3 separate regions of the Macaca mulatta genome follow, and regions 2 and 3 are each linked to region 1. Evidence: chromatin contacts called from public Hi-C data. All regions are on one chromosome and are shown on one strand. Each heading gives the region's core, a stretch centred on a gene start, on an enhancer-like site or on the middle of the called end of the contact. The rest is flanking DNA. Distances are from core to core; before and after follow the strand shown.

Region 1 (3,546 bases), core at 576-3,075:
GATTCCTATGGCCCTGAAAAGAATAAATTGCCAGCATTACCAAGATTTAAATTGGTCTGAATATTCCAAGTATTGAATGCAGTGTCTTTCTTTAGGATAAAGAGTAGGGGAAGTGGGGGACGGGGGCGGGAATGAGTTATCGCGATGGCGGTAATTTTTTCAAATAATGAAAACATGGTATTATTTTATGATATTAGGGTCCTCAGAGAAGATCCAATACTTAAGGAATGTAGTATTACTTGCAGGAGGGCACCTGAAAGGAAGAAAATTTGGATAGTTTTCCCAGTCCTACACGGCTGATTTATCTGGTGAAGGGATCCGGGCAGTGTCTTAAGAACTGCTCAAAGTTCCCAGATACCCAGCGCTGGGGGGTGTGGAGAAGGCGAGGATGGCGACAGACAATACCTAGGAAGCGGCGGTTTTCTTTAATTGCCCCCCGAATATCCGTAGAGGTAGCAGGGACTCAATAAAGAAACACAAAGGAGACGAACACGGCGCGATCGCCGGGGTCCGCGGCTGCTCTGTGGGGCCCAGCGCGCCCCCGGTCGCGGCTCCCCGGCCGCCAGCGCACCTTTCCACCTCCAGGGGAGATATTTAGACTGGAAACTCGAGTGCACCTTATTTTTCTCTTTGGTTTGTGAGTGACCCAGACGGCTTCTAGCTCACAATCGCACGATTTCAGGACGAGGCTGCCGGAGAAGCGCTGGCGACCGAGGATGGGGGAAGGACAAAGAGGAAGAGGAGGCCTGGGAAGGAGAAAGGAGCGGCGGAGGGGCGGGGAGAGGAGGGGAGGAGGGGGCGGGGAGAGGAGGAGCGGGGAGCAGAGGGAGAAGGGAAGGAGGGCGCCGGGCCCCTCGCGGGGACGCCGGGCGGGGCGCGGGCGTGCCGGAGCCTGCGGGACCCAGACCCCGCTCCGGAGCCAGCCCTGGGAGTGGCCAGCTTGAACCCGAGGGCCCCGCAGACCGTTACTCCGGCCCCCGCCCGGGGCGGGGCTCGCGGGGGCGCGGCGCAACCCAACCCGCACAGCCGCGTCCCCAAACACCACCGAGGAGGGAAAACAGACGGAGAAAAAGGACAAAACAGAAAAATGCAAACGGGGGAGGGAGCTCACCGCCTCTCGAGCTTTAAATTGATTTCTTTGCCTTACAAAAAGGGAGAAAGGGAAAAGGAGAGCAGAACCCACGTGCCGGGAAGGTTGTTGTCTTCAAGCGCCACCTTCCGTCGGCCAGGGCCGCCGCGGGGCTACCGGGCGGGCTCGGGGCCGGGACGCCGGGGAGCGGCCGAGCCCCGCGGGGGACTCGCCGGGGAGCAGCTGCGCCCACCCCGGGGCAGGCCGGGCGCGGCGGACTCCGAGCCGGGCAGAGGCCGCAGTCTCAGGCTGGGCGCGTTCCCGAGTGTGTGCACACGGGGAGTGAGCGCGCGCCGTCCGCTGTCGCCGTCGGGCCTCCCGGGGACTGGGCACAAAGGCGCGCGGGGCCTCTCCCGGGACCCAGTCCTCGGTTCGCGCCGGCGCCCGGACCAGCCCGGTTCGCCCCTGGCCGCACGCTCCCCGTGGTGCCGCGCGCCGCTTCCGAGCATCCCGGGGAGAGGCGCATCTGTGCACACACGCGGATTTTTTAAAAATAACATATTTCTAGACATGCCTCCTCTCCCCCCCACCCCCATCTTTGCAAAAGCAGCCCGGAGGGCGGGGTGGAGGGGCGGGGCCTCCGAGTTAATAAAGGGAGATGGGCGGAGCCGGCCCCCAGCCATTGGCTAGCCGGGGGAGTGATGTCACCCATATGACACCGTGATAACTAGTTGAGAGAGAGACCTCAACTTTTTGCAGAAGGAGCGCGCGCGCCTGGGAGAGCTCGGGGTCCGGCTCTTGCGGTGGGAGCCACGAGCCGGAGAGAGGGGTCCCGGGCTGCCTCGACCGCCGTCGCCACCGCCTCTCCTGTCGCGACCGCAGCTCCCAGCGCGCCGGCGGCCGTCGCCGCCGAAGCCACCGCAGCCGCTGTGTGCAGCCTGGAAGGGGGGGCGGGGGGGAGGGGGGGAGCCGCGAAAGCAGGGTGCCGAGGACTTTGCAACTTGCCCAGGAAGGTGGAGGGGTGGGAGGGGGAGGGGGACCTCCGCACGAGACCCAGTGGCCCGGGTTGGAGCGTCCAGCCCCGCAGCGGATCATGGTGCAGCAGGCGGAGAGCTTGGAAGCGGAGAGCAACCTGCCCCGGGAGGCGCTGGACACGGAGGAGGGCGAATTCATGGCTTGCAGCCCGGTGGCCCTGGACGAGAGCGACCCAGACTGGTGCAAGACGGCGTCGGGCCACATCAAGCGGCCGATGAACGCTTTCATGGTGTGGTCCAAGATCGAACGCAGGAAGATCATGGAGCAGTCTCCAGACATGCACAACGCCGAGATCTCCAAGAGGCTGGGCAAGCGCTGGAAAATGCTGAAGGACAGCGAGAAGATCCCGTTCATCCGGGAGGCGGAGCGGCTGCGACTCAAGCACATGGCCGACTACCCCGACTACAAGTACCGGCCCCGGAAAAAGCCCAAAATGGACCCCTCGGCCAAGCCCAGCGCCAGCCAGAGCCCGGAGAAGAGCGCGGCCGGCGGCGGCGGCGGGAGCGCGAGCGGCGGCGCGGGCGGTGCCAAGACCTCCAAGGGCTCCAGCAAGAAATGCGGCAAGCTCAAGGCCCCCGCGGCCGCCGGCGCCAAGGCTGGCGCGGGCAAGGCGGCCCAGGCCGGGGACTACGGGGGCGCGGGCGACGACTACGTGCTGGGCAGCCTGCGCGTGAGCGGCGCGGGCGGCGGCGGCGCGGGCAAGACGGTCAAGTGCGTGTTTCTGGATGAGGACGACGACGACGACGACGACGACGACGAGCTGCAGCTGCAGATCAAGCAGGAGCCGGACGAGGAGGACGAGGAGCCGCCGCACCAGCAGCTCCTGCAGCCGCCGGGGCAGCAGCCGTCGCAGCTGCTGAGACGCTACAACGTCGCCAAAGTGCCCGCCAGCCCCACGCTGAGCAGCTCCGCGGAGTCTCCCGAGGGCGCAAGCCTCTACGACGAGGTGCGGGCCGGCGCGACCTCGGGCGCCGGGGGCGGCAGCCGCCTCTACTACAGCTTCAAGAACATCACCAAGCAGCACCCGCCGCCGCTCGCGCAGCCCGCGCTGTCGCCCGGGTCCTCGCGCTCCGTGTCCACCTCCTCGTCCAGCAGCAGCGGCAGCAGCAGCGGCAGCAGCGGCGAGGACGCCGACGACCTGATGTTCGACCTGAGCTTGAATTTCTCCCAAAGCGCGCACAGCGCCAGCGAGCAGCAGCTGGGGGGCGGCGCGGCGGCCGGGAACCTGTCCCTGTCGCTGGTGGATAAGGATTTGGATTCGTTCAGCGAGGGCAGCCTAGGCTCCCACTTCGAGTTCCCCGACTACTGCACGCCGGAGCTGAGCGAGATGATCGCGGGGGACTGGCTGGAGGCGAACTTCTCCGACCTGGTGTTCACGTATTGAAAGGGGCGCCCGCTGCTCGCTCTTTCTCTCGGCGGGTGCAGAGCTGGGTTCCTTGGGA
Region 2 (3,546 bases), core at 304-2,803, 880 kb after region 1:
TTGTAATTATTTTATTGACATACATTTATGTGTTTATTCTCGCTGGGCTATGAGCTCCAGGATGGTCAGGACTACTTCTGTTGTTTCATTCCCAGCAATTCCCTACACCTAAATCAGTGTCTGGTGCGATGATGGGAAAGAAGAGAAGCTGGCTGGGTGAATAAATAAGAGGTAGATTGAAAAGGAAGAATTGTCACAGTAGACATTTCCGTAGAAGCACTAACGTACTCAACAATGAGTTGCTGAATGTGGAATGATATTTTAGGTTTTTAAATAATATTTCAGTTGGTAAAGTGTTTCCATGTCCATTATCATCATTGGATGCTGTCAGCAGCCCTGGATAAGTGCAGAGGAAAGGCTCAGAAACATTCTGTGATTGATCCTAGGTCAACCAGCCAACAGATGACAGAGCCTGGAACCCTGGGCCTGCGTTCTTACAAACCACACTCCCTCCACTGCGCTGCAGCTGCCTCCTCTAAAAGACATTTTGTTCCTTGTCTCTACCAAAATTATTTATAATCTCTAGCACTTTGCTTCATTGCAGTAATAGCAATATTTGCACAAAACAAAACCATCTGATAAATCTACCAATGCCTTGGTTTGAGAGGCAGCTTTTTTCCCCTTTTCCTATCGCTGCTGCTACACGCAATGCTGTTTTGCCAAAAAGTGTCACATGGAACTAGCACCTACCCTACATCAATTGAACTTCTAGGTGCATTTAGACATTTAAAAAAAGTCATTTGCACTTGGATTAATTAATGTAGAGATTAACTTTTTTATGGATGCAGTATCATTTCTCAGCAGTCTAGGCATTCACATATTCACGAGTGACCATATCAGTAATACTCATATAAATCTGGAAGTGAATAAAATGAGCTGGGTCTGTCAGTGTCTTTTCTGAAGCAAGCAAACAAAAAGCTCACCTACTTCAGTGTGACCTACACGTCCAATTCCGTGGGATATTCTGAACTGTTGAGACTTATGCATGTGATGAAAATAGGAGAGATTTAGCAGTTCAACTGATTTAGGAGTTACCAGTTGAACTCCTAAATGTCTCCTGTTTTCATCACATTCATAAGCTCTCTAACAATGTGGTATGTGAATTCCTAGAAAACTACTTAATAACTAGAAAAGAGAGTTGTTTTCAGGGCCAACTTAAAGTAAATTAGGAGCTATGTCTTTATTTAAAACACACACACACACACACATGCCACGCTGAGGTATAACGGTCTTTTATTCAACGAAAGAAGGATCCTGACAAGAAGATCCTCATACCATATTCTCTGTTACAGCGCATGTTTTACTAAATCCTCCTTTCCTTCCAGAACTGTGAGACTTTGACAGCAAGTCACTTAACTCTGTCCAGCAGCAGCTGTGTGGGTTTTGCATAATTAATTATTTATACCAAGGCAGACACAGTAATTAACATCCAGATGAATATAATATTCTGATCAGAAATACTTTGCATTTCAGCCATCCCTCAAGCAAGTAGCTGTCAAAACCGGACTGTTTGACAGAGTGGGGCCTGCCAAAAACCTCCCAGACATCTGTTCTGTAACAAAAAGAACAGATTCTCAAAGCAGTGTGTACATATATTCACTGGTTTCAGTAGGCAAGGAATAGTTGATTACCTTTTCACAAATTCCGGTCAATTTTGTCTGGTTCCAAGAACATCACTCAGCATCTCACAGAAGGGCTGAATTTTAAATGAAAAGTCTATGTCTCTGTGGGTGCCAGCCTCGCAAATGCAGTCAAATAAAAAATCCTGTTCAGTTACTCTTCAGATCTGTGAATGGAAGTGTCATGACATTACTTTCATCCTTCCATGGCTAAAAAACCAATAGTCTATGAATTATTCTTAACAACCATGTAGTTCCTTGACACCAAATTATATTGCCACTTGTATAGAAAAATGGAAATATATGAACTGTATTAAAATTTGTAGATTTTTCAAGAAATAGTGGGACAACATCACCAACCGGCAGCTAGACTGTGTTTATGCAGATTAACGCAGGGCTTCCAATGCAGTTCACATTGCTTCCTGGACATAGTTGGATTTGGACGCTCCCCTGATCATTTTATCAATTCCAAGCAGAGTGGCCATTGCCAAGACATATAATTACTGCCCAGGGCTGGTGATTGTGACTAATATGACTAGATGGATTGGATTATTTATAACCCAATTAATTATTTTGATGTCTACCTGGAAATATGGATTGGGAATCAAAAGACCATGATACTAGTTTCAGTCCCATCTTTTAGGATCATTTTTACATTGGGCCAATCTCTGGACCACCGTAAGCATCAGCCTCGTCATGTGCAAAATGGGAATAGTTAATTTATCTTGTTTATAGATAATGTTTATAAAAGCTTTTTGAGAACTTTCGAGATCTAGGTTATAATATCAAATTCTGATGATAATACCAGATGTACATAAGGACGTTTTTGCTCCAGGGACACTGACACTTTTTTTTTTTACTTTCTAGTATCAGCTGGCTCATTTTTAAGATTGTTAGATGATTTAGCAAATAAAAATATAGGCTGGGCTGGGCGCGGTGGCTCAAGCCTGTAATCCCAGCACTTTGGGAGGCCGAGACGGGCGGATCACGAGGTCAGGAAATCGAGACCATCCTGGCTAACACGGTGAAACCCCGTCTCTACTAAAAAATACAAAAAACTAGCCGGGCGCGGTGGCGGCGCCTGTAGTCCCAGCTACTCGGGAGGCTGAGGCAGGAGAATGGCGTGAACCCGGGAGGCGGAGCTTGCAGTGAGCTGAGATCCCGCCACTGCACTCCAGCCCGGGTGACAGAGCGAGACTCCGTCTCAAAAAAAAAAAAAAAAAAAAAAAAAAAAAATACAGGCTGGGTGTGGTGGTTCATGCCTGTAATCCCAGCTCTCAGGGAGGCAGAGGCAGGAGGATAGTTTGAGCTCAGGAGTTCAAGACCTGCCTGGGCAATATAGTGAAACTTTGTTCGCCACAAAAAAAGAAAAAAATACAAAATGCTCAGGTCAATTTGAATTTCAGGTACAATAATTGAGTAATTTTTCAGTATAAGTATTTCCCATGTCATATTTAGAAATAATTGTATACAATTAATTTATTGCTTATCTGAAATTCAAACTTAATTGACCAACTGTATTTAACACGTATTTGTCCAGTATTCACACTGCTTTTTTGCTTGAACAAAATGTCACCTGACAATGCAAGGGAGACCCATGTGACTCTTCCGCCTAAACAAAATGTAAAAGATGTCATGTCTTTGCACAACCACGTATTTAGAAACACTAAGCCCTTCTTTTTCTTTTGCGTGTTTGTCACTGCACACCTCCCTCTATCTGTGTAGTTCTAACTAATGAGTATGTGTTGGAGATAATGATATTATGATATTAGGGTGAAAAAGGGATAGGATGGGACAGGGAAGGGGTGGGAAAGATGTTTTATAATTTATAAAAAATAGATGTACCTTTTCTTTTAATTGTGCTGATAATTACATAGTAATATTTAGTACTAATGCTTAATAGCAAAATTTCTATGGATTACATTAT
Region 3 (3,546 bases), core at 597-3,096, 650 kb before region 1:
TAACTATAAACTATAAAATGTGAAGATTTTATTGGAATAGTACTTTGCCTTCTGAGACAGTTGCTATACAAAATAAATTTCTGACAGTTTTCCAAGCTTGTACAATTTTTGATGTTGGTTTTGATTTTATTATTTTTGTCTTTTCCTTTTGTAAGGTAGTCAGCTATATTTGCTTTTTGTTCTCAGTATTTCTATTTCTAGGTGCCCTTGTCACAACCTGCAGAACTTAATCTTTTGTGGGTGGAAAACTAGATAGTCAAAAGAAGTGCCGAGTAGATTTAAATGTGGAAAATATGAATTATGAAATACGGGTTACATGGGATTTGGAATATGAATTTTGAGTATAAAATATACTTTTACCCCATTTTAACAAAATCTATGTCCAGTTTCTCAAGAGTTGAGGTCAAAAGGACCACTTGCTTTTGAACAAATACGATTTAATTATATGGTAAAGCCAATGACCTATTAGTGACAAAATATCCCATGCAAATGTTTAGCATTAAAAATACTTTTACCAACAGACAACATAAAAACGACTGTGACTAATGTAAACTAGCATCAATATCTTGATTTTATCCTAAAAAAACAAAACAATATGAAAATCGCAGAAGGGGTACATTTTTTTCCCGTTAGCAATTTATGAGAAAACTGGAAATATAGATTATGAAGATTTTTGGAAAAAAGATAACTTCATTAAAATACTGCATAAACCAAAATGAAAATGAGAAGCCACAATTTCATTTCTGCAACTCCAGTTTTATGTCCGCCTTTAATTTGGGGAATCCAATTGCACGTAGGGAGAATTATACTATAATTTACTAAATGTGGCCATAATTTTCTTTCATTTTTGAGAGTACAATTGGCTTGCTTAGCCCACAATTACTTTAGTGTCCAATTGCCTACACAATTAATTGCAAATGTAAAATGTTACTGGGTAGAGGCTCTGGGAAATGTGTTCCTGATGCCTGCCAATGCCAATAGTTGCCCGATGAGGACCAAAAAATTCACTTTGAAGGACAGAGCTGGCTCTGCATACTGACAGAGACTAATATTATTAAAATTGCCTTTGAACATAGATTGCAAGCAAGACATTGGCAAAAATCAAAGTGTAATTAAGAGATTTAAATGTAGATTTCAAAGGAGACTTGTTGTTAGGGCTTTTTAGCCAGTGGAGGAAGGATTAGCAGAGACAGCAAGCAAAACAGATGTAAAAGATTCTTCTTTAATGAAGTGTTTCTGTGAGTTCGTCTCCAGAGTGTTGGGAAGCAACCAATAGGAACATTTTGACATTTTGACATTTCAACCAGCAGCTGGAAGAGAAGCCTCTGCTAGTTTTCAGCACCTTCCATCACACACCACAGGGTGTCAGAGAGGCTTTCACAGCAAAGGTGAGAGGTATTACATGCAATGGACCAGGCTAGACTTCACCATTTGAAAAAGTCCTGAGAATTGATAGCTTCTCACCCAGGTATGGTTGTTCATTTGCAATACTTCCAGAGTTTCTACTGTGTATATAAAGAAAAGAAAGAAAAAGCAGATTGCAAATACCTTTTATGTTCCTAGAGAGAGGACTGCATTTTGAACTGCATTTTGGGACCAGTTTAAATAATACATTTCTATTCGTGGATGTGAAAATAGGTTCAGAATTCAAAGAGGTTGCTGACCTATGATTTGGTGATATCATGATAAAATACAAATTACATTTTATTAGATAAAAGCAGCTTTAGCCTTTCTTCTACTTCAAGGCTATGGAAGAAAAAAAAAAAGTAAAACCGTACAATCTGCCATCTCATTCTCTCTGTGAACATTTTTCTCTTCCCAGTGCAATCGAAACACACATATGGTGCCCAGAATTAACATCATAAAAGGGATCCCATTGCTCTGCAGAGAAGACAGTAGTGAGTCATATTCTGAATCCATTTGCACAATTTAGGAATTCAATAGTTAAGGTCAACATACATATGTGAATTTTCATCTCTCACTCCCTCTCTCTCTAACCATGATTTCACACTCCAGTCGCAATCCAACACTACACATTCATTCTTGTTTTTCTTCCTTTCATATTTGCAATTCTTTTCTCCAGTGGTGAGAAAACCAACTCCTATTTTTTTATCTGATCAATTTCCCCTTATGCAAACAATGTCTTCTCACCTACAGGCACACCCCTATGTAGGAGCCCTCCTTACCCATCTACCCTAGCACATGAGTGTCGTGCTCACTCTCCTTGGGCTTCTGTCCTCTGCACCAGCTGTTTGTTTGGCTCTACATCCTCCTCACTCCCTTCTGATTCTGAGACGCCCCCTGCAGGAAATCTTAGCATGGATGCCCTTGCATGGGTACCTGAATACCCAGCTACATCCCCACACCTCACACTAGGCCACCCCCCTAGAGTGGACCTTCTTCTCACTCTGGTTGGGAGTTAACGCCTTGCCCTGGGCCACTGCTCCCTCCACTGCCGGACTAGTCTAGAAGCCTACTTTGCCCCATCTGATGGATTTTTGCACAAAATTCATCAGAAATAGAAGGGAAAGAAAGGAAAAGGAGAGAAGCTGGGAAAGAAGGAGATGGAGAGGTGAAGAAGAAGAAGAGGTAAGCTCACGGTAGACTTTTTGTGGATGAACTTCATCAGGTGAAGAAGTTCTTTTCTATGCTTTCATTACCAAAATGTGTTTGTGTGTGTGTGTGTGTATTTAACACAATTCACATACATTTTAAGTTTTATTAAAGCTTTTTTACTGTATAGAAATATTCTCATATGGCATTTCTCCTTTTCATACATTTAATGGGATGCAGAAGTCTGACTTTGTTAAGTATATTAAATAAGTTAAACTCTTGTCTACATTTGTATTTGTCTTCTTTATTATTATTGATATGCTATAGTTCTTTATATAGTCCGGGACTAGTTCTTGGTTGACTATACGTGTTGCAATATTTTTCTCCCATTCTGTGACTTCTAATCTGTTAATGTATTTTCTGACATTTATTGACTTTCAAAAGTTAAATCAGGTATGGATTACAGGGGACTGGAAGCAGGGAGATGTAACTGCGTTGGGTTTGGATCGTAATCTGGAAAGACACTATCTTGAATGCCATAATCCCAAATGTTGAAATCTCTAAAGATGAGAATCCCTAACGTGTAAGTCCCTAAAGTTGAAAATTCCTAATGTCTAAAATCCTGAAAATCACTATCACAGGATAATTGCCTAATGTTAGGCAGAACTATCACCTTGTTATTTTCTTTATGCAGCAGAAAATGGGTTTCAGCTGAATCCTCAAACCATGTCAGATTTGGAATTAGGTGCAATCAGACTTTGAAAAGTGAATTTCAAGATGTTACCAGTAAAGGGTTTTGTTACTGTTGTTGTTGTTGTTGTTTTTTAACCTTCAGCCCAATGCATTTGGCCGAAAAATCAGGTGAGTGGATTGGCCATAAGCTACGAAAACAATGGAAACTTCAGTTTAAAAATATGCTATTCGCCTGCATTGGCATTCATTCCAACTGATGACATGTCACGACCTTTTAATGAATTAAAGCCATATTTGCTG

Evidence for each region. A called contact is a pair of places that touch in the nucleus more often than the background predicts.
Region 2: a Hi-C map of fetal cortex germinal zone shows a contact between it and region 1, with 2.9 times the contacts expected there. The contact joins the enhancer-like site here to the promoter of SOX11 in region 1. A contact is called at or near these places in 2 of 14 Hi-C or Micro-C datasets (fetal cortex germinal zone and fetal cortical plate).
Region 3: a contact with region 1 is called in a Hi-C map of fetal cortical plate, with 4 times the contacts expected there. The contact joins the enhancer-like site here to the promoter of SOX11 in region 1. A contact is called at or near these places in 2 of 14 Hi-C or Micro-C datasets (fetal cortex germinal zone and fetal cortical plate).

What each region holds. Positions count from the first base shown.
Region 1 is chr13:119,133,340-119,136,885 of T2T-MMU8v2.0, reverse strand. It overlaps SOX11 (SRY-box transcription factor 11), which reads left to right and starts at 1,825. Exons shown (of 1, transcript XM_077960218.1): 1 at 1,825-3,546. The coding sequence starts at 2,163. The coding sequence ends at 3,488.
Region 2 is chr13:118,252,913-118,256,458 of T2T-MMU8v2.0, reverse strand. No RefSeq gene overlaps it. Among named protein-coding and RNA genes, the nearest start is that of CMPK2, 280 kb to the right of the region's middle. Within about 2 kb of position 1,553, at least 4 of the 40 cell types and tissues checked have an H3K27ac peak or open chromatin away from gene starts, as enhancers often do. A contact at or near this core is called in fetal cortex germinal zone, where this site is marked.
Region 3 is chr13:119,787,536-119,791,081 of T2T-MMU8v2.0, reverse strand. No RefSeq gene overlaps it. Among named protein-coding and RNA genes, the nearest start is that of SOX11, 650 kb to the right of the region's middle. Within about 2 kb of position 1,846, at least 8 of the 40 cell types and tissues checked have an H3K27ac peak or open chromatin away from gene starts, as enhancers often do. A contact at or near this core is called in fetal cortical plate, where this site is marked.